2 separate regions of the Sus scrofa genome follow, and region 1 is linked to region 2. The links are chromatin contacts, called in public HiChIP or PLAC-seq maps. All regions are on one chromosome and are shown on one strand. Each heading gives the region's core, a stretch centred on a gene start, on an enhancer-like site or on the middle of the called end of the contact. The rest is flanking DNA. Distances are from core to core; before and after follow the strand shown.

What was found. HiChIP or PLAC-seq counts read pairs in DNA pulled down with a chosen protein or histone mark.
Region 1: a contact with region 2 is called in an H3K27ac HiChIP or PLAC-seq map of alveolar macrophages. The contact joins the promoter of PIK3AP1 here to the enhancer-like site in region 2. A contact is called at or near these places in 10 of 47 Hi-C or Micro-C datasets (alveolar macrophages, blood, heart right ventricle and 2 more) and 1 of 2 datasets of contacts at active chromatin or transcription factors (alveolar macrophages).

The regions. Positions count from the first base shown.
Region 1 is chr14:108,157,681-108,160,380 of Sscrofa11.1, reverse strand. It overlaps PIK3AP1 (phosphoinositide-3-kinase adaptor protein 1), which reads left to right and starts at 1,425. Exons shown (of 17, transcript NM_001244503.1): 1 at 1,425-1,562. The coding sequence starts at 1,550.
Region 2 is chr14:108,087,454-108,090,153 of Sscrofa11.1, reverse strand. It overlaps PIK3AP1 (phosphoinositide-3-kinase adaptor protein 1), which reads left to right. Exons shown (of 17, transcript NM_001244503.1): 8 at 926-1,115. Among named protein-coding and RNA genes, the nearest start is that of TM9SF3, 55 kb to the right of the region's middle. Within about 2 kb of position 1,278, at least 8 of the 83 cell types and tissues checked have an H3K27ac peak or open chromatin away from gene starts, as enhancers often do. A contact at or near this core is called in alveolar macrophages and liver, where this site is marked.

The DNA.
Region 1 (2,700 bases), core at 176-2,675, 70 kb before region 2:
AACCCCTAGAGCTTGTGAACATGTTACATGGCAAAGAAGAATTCGGGTTGTAGATGATATTAAGGGTGCTGGTTAGTTGACCTTAAAATAGGGAGGTTTTCCTGGATTATCTGTGTGGGATCAAAGTAATCACTAAACTCTTCAGTGGAAGACAGGGGAGACAGACAGAGATGTGATGATGGAAGCAGGATCAGAGAGATGCTATGTCGCTGGCTTTGAAGATGGAGGTGGGGGGGGCATAAGTCAAGAAATGTGTGTAGTTTTCTCTAGCAGCTGAAAAAAGGCAAGGAACTGGATTCTTTACTAGAGCTTCCAGAAAGAGGCCCAATCCTGCCGACACCTGGATTTTAGCCCTGTGTGTCTCATGTTGGACTTCTGAAATAAGGAACTGTAAGATAATAAATTTGTGTTATTTTAGGTCACTGGATGTGTAGTAATTTGTTTTGGCAGCAGTAGAAAATTAATTCTTGGTCTGAACCCTGATATTTCCATTTTGTAAATCCATTTCATTTCTTTCCACCTGCACTGGAACCCTATCTTTCTGTCATCTCTGCTCTCTGGCCCATCCCTGGGACCCTGCATCTTTGAGGACTCCAAGAGCACAGTGTTATTCAGACCCATCACTGGGGCCGCGAAGGGAGGAGCACTAGAAGCAGGGAGGCGAGAGCGAGGGTTAATGGAGAGCTCTAGCCCTGGACTCAGGCAGACCCAGTATGGAACGTCAGGTAGCATTTACTTCCTGTGGGAGTCTGAGCCCAGGGATTCGGCGTGTTTCTTCAGCGCTAACTTGAAGACAGTGAGAGCCACTACCTCAAAGGCATGAAAGACAATGATAACTATATCATGTATTTATCATATGTGATTATCATTAGTGTTCATGTGCCATCAGGAGACCAGGTCCAAGGAATTACAGGAAGGTCACTGGAGGGTAATCAAGGGCAACACCAAGCACTCAGGGCCAGGTGCCAGGGAAGGTGCCCCTCTTCCCCTTCCTAGTCCCCTCCCCTTCCTGCCAGGGCAGCGGCTCAGGGAGAAAGCCCCAGGGACTGGGGAGAGGGCTGGCCCAGGTGTGTTCATATACAGCCCCTGCCCCAAGTCACAGAGGCCGGGCAGCTCACCCTTCTCCCTCGTTATTCTCTCCACGCCCCTTTCAAGTCTGGGTGCCCTTGGGTAGCCGATCCGGCGGGTTTCACGGGAGTGGAGGGCGCATGAAGCCCCCTACCTCCTGCCCTACCCTGAGGGAGCTATGGTGGGGAGCGAGGGGGCGCGCGGGGAGCTGGCCGCCGGCCGGCCAAGGGGGGGTTCTCACTTCCCCTCCCCAACGGCCGCGGGTGCAGGTGCCGCGGGCAGAGCCCCACCGGCGGGGCGGGCCCTGTGGACACGCCCTCGCGGCGAGTCCTCGCTGTCCGTCCGGAGGAAGCGCCAGAACTGCGGCCGGTGCTGCGCTGAGCCGGGCGCCCTCCCGTCCCGCGCCAGGGACCCAGCCGGGCCCGCTCCGGCCCCGGGCCCAGCGCGCAGGGAGCGGGCACGGAGGACAGCAGCCGGCGGCATGGCAGCCTCAGGTGGGTAGGCCAGGCGCCGGTCCCTCTCCCCGCCTCCCATCCGCGCGCCCTCTCGCCCGCCGCCGCCCGCCGGGCGCTGTCCCCTTCTCGATTCCGGCTGCGTCCTTGGCGCGGGTTCTCTGTTCTTTCTGTTCTTTTCTCTGTTCCTTGTCGCAAACTTCTCACTCCAACTTTCCCAGGTTTCCGGTCCCAGCCCGTTGCGCGATTCTCTTCAGCCCCTGCCCAACCCCTCTCCTGTCCCCCTTCTCAGCCTCCTTTTCTCCCTCCAGCACTGGCCCTTGAGCTTCTGAGGATCATTCTCCCTGTTCTACTATGTCTGTGAGCCGAGAGTCTAGTTTAAAGAAGGTGGAGAGCCCACTTGTCTCTGCCGGCGAAACGCTTCTCTTGGTGCCCCATCGGGCCAATAGGGGGCGCCCAGACAGTCCAAGGTTGGAGACGGGCCCTGGGGCCACCTTCCTAAACCAGCTTCCTCTACCCTCATAGGCTTTGTTTTTCCTCTAGAATTTCTGTAGGAGTCTAGGAACATCATTCCTTTACTTTACTTTTCCTATGTCCTTTGCAGAACTTTGGGGACCTTGGGGAGAGGTGGAAGAAACCAGGTAATCATCAAAAGGTGTCAGGAGTCAGTTGTGATCAGCCTTGGGTTCTTTTCTTGTTCACGGGCACATACTCTTGGCAAGGCACTTGCTGAAATCTAAGACAAACATAGTGACGATGATGTAAATAGAGACAACTAATGAGCAGTGACTCCACAGTTTAATGGATATTGTGCACCTAAATGTGTCCTCAGTTGTGACTAGGTAACCCTAATCTCTGCTTCAAGTTTACAGTCTGTGAAGGCATGCAATAAGTAAACAGAGAATTACTAGATGAGTAGTTTAGAGGTACCATGTTTGTAAAGGGGCTTACTTGTATTTTCCCAGCCCATCTTAGGATGTTTTATTAGAGAAAACATGTGGAAACAGAATGTTAAAATCTTCTTGAAAAATAAAATCTAGTTGGGCTGGGAGAAGGAGCTGTTCTTGGAGAGAATGTGGGCTGATGCTAGAATGAAGGGCCAGCTCTTTCCAGACCTCCTGAGGTGTAGCCTTCTAATAGTACTTTGGAAGAAAAGGCCAATGGTGACAGTTCTGTTAGA
Region 2 (2,700 bases), core at 29-2,528:
AGAGTGTCAATAGCATATTAGCTCTCTTGGGGTGGCGATGATGAAAATGAGGATTTTTGTGGGTTGTTGCTGAAATAAGGATTGTGAAACACCAAGGTTTCTTATCGGGAAAAGTTGTGCAGGGCTTCAGAGAAGCCAGCTCTTTGGCCTCACAACTACCTGGAGACAGAATAGCAGAGGGGGGCCTCTCTGATTTAAGGGCATTTCATCTAAGACTATCTCTGCTCTTGGGCACAGGATATAAAACTGAGTGGAGTAGGGGGAGACTTTGGAACAGCCTGCTGGGAGCAACGGGGACTAGTGAACTCAGTTCTTGAGGGACTTCTGACCACACACAACTGTATGAACACCTTAGCTGCAGCCCTGTTTCTCCCATTTGAATTTCCATCTGGCTAATCAGCAAGGGTTACACCTTGGTCTGCCATGTGCTCCCTTTTGAGGAACCAGTAGGGTGTAGCAGAAAAGTCAGAACCCAGGATTGCAGACCCTGAGGAAGGCGCTAGATTTTCTGAGCTTTGGCTTTCTCTTCTGTGAACCAGGGAACAGGATACTTCTGTAAGTAGCAGTGGAAAGGATGTCATGAGATGATGTATAGGCACATCCTCTGCATTGTCCCTGGCGCATAGTAGGTGCTCATGAGAGAGTTTTTATTTTGTATCCTCTGGGAATCGCATGTTTAACATGTATCTCCTATAAATGCATGACTCCGTGCTTAGTGTCAGAAGACAATACGAAGATTAAAACATAAAACAAAGGAAAAAACTGGAAGCCTGGCCTCAAGGAGCTTTCAGTCTAGTGGGAAACACAGACTTGCACATAGTTGTAATTCTGACGCATGGGAGCCTTTCCTTTGCTGTCACAAGCCTGACTCTACCCAGAAAGCCCGGCTGTGTCAGCGAGCCGTGGGTCCCACGTTCTCTTTCAGGAAACCGTGGACATGCTGAAGAGTCACATTAAAGAGGAACTGATGCAAGGGGAGGAATCTGACTCTGTGTATGAGTCCATGGCCCACCTTTCCACAGACCTGCTCATGAAGTGCTCCCTCAACCCCGGCTGCGACGAGGAGCTGTACGAGTCCATGGCAGCCTTCGTCCCAGCGGCCACCGAGGACCTCTGTAAGTAGCCCGGCTTAGTTCTGCTTCCATCTTTCTGCTGACCAGTGGTTTCTTCCTTCTGGTGGGGGGTGGGGGGGGAAGTCCCTGCTTAACCCCACCCCACCCTGGAGAGGTGAAGATCCTATTTACACAGAGTTAGACTGGTTGTCATGTGCTGTGGCAAGCAGAATCCTCCTTCAGACTTCCCCTGCTGTGACTGCTGTGTTACCGGAAAGTTTAAGTAAGGGCCCGGGACTCGGAGCTGATGAAGGCTGCCTTGTGAGCTAACATCAGTAATTTCGAACTCTGGCAGTTCCAGTGGGCCCTTTTCCAAGCAAACATTTTGTAATGCCCCCTTACTCCCTTGACCTGAGATTCATATAATACTACCTGCCTCCATATGAAATTCTAGAAATCAAGCATATGTCCTAAGTGAAACATAAAAGCACAGTAAAAGGAGAGGAAATCCTCATATGTAACTACACATGAGGACATAATGAAATAAGGGTTGCGAAACACCAAGGTTTCTTGGATGCAGTCACCCACACTCAGAATCACTGCCAATGTCATGGCCTCCAACACGAGCCGACACGTTTATTGTGTCGGTGACTTGGATACTGCTGGCAGTGTTGGCATCAGCGCCTGGATCTTCCTAAATGGCCAGCGATTCCTCACACTCCTTTCCATTTTCATAGCAGTTGAATTCCTGAAAAATTCAGTGTAAATCAAAACCATGCAAAAATGTAAGTTGTATGTGTAAACGAAGCAGCTTAGTGTCTAGACTAAGAAAATTATAAACAAGGCTTTTTAATAAGCTAATTTTATTGGATTAATATATAATAAAATTATTGCCAAAATACCATATCTCCAGGACATGATTTTTTTAGTAAATTGCTTACCAAATTTTTCCCATTTTTGGTGATCTTAATCATTTTTTTTCAATAGCAAAAGTAATACATTCTTACAAAAATTTGAAACAAAATAAAACTGTATAACCGAGTTATTAAAAGTCCACTCAACCAACCAGTATAACATACATAATAGTTTGGTGGGTATTTTTGCCCATATTTTTCCTGATACTTGCTGATTTAAATTTTAAAAATTTATATACACATGCATATGCATATAAACAGATAAGTACAAATATATATGTACAAATACATATAATAAGCAGTTTTTTAATCTATATGTGTGTCTAGTGAAATATTTAAAAGTCAAGAGGGACATAAAACGGGGCTATCCCCCACAAAGAAGGATGTCTAACATCTTTCTCCCTTCTGCTCATTGCAAGTAGCCTCCCTACATCAAGGTGACAGCCCAAAATACCCTACTAGGTTTTTCCCAAATGCCCTCTAGAGGGCAGTGCCGCTCCCCCTGAGAACCACTGGTTTAAACATTGGATTACAATGCACGGGTCAGAACTGAAGTAGGAGGACTACGCGACGGGCCCTCTAAGAGCCTTCTTTATATGTTACCACCATTTACCGTCAGATGCTAAGAGCTCTGAAACATTGCCTACAGCTTTGCTCTCCTTCCTTCTGGTCTAATTAATCAAGTCAAGAAAGACAAGACAAATAACCATCAACGCATCCATCACCTTTATTGA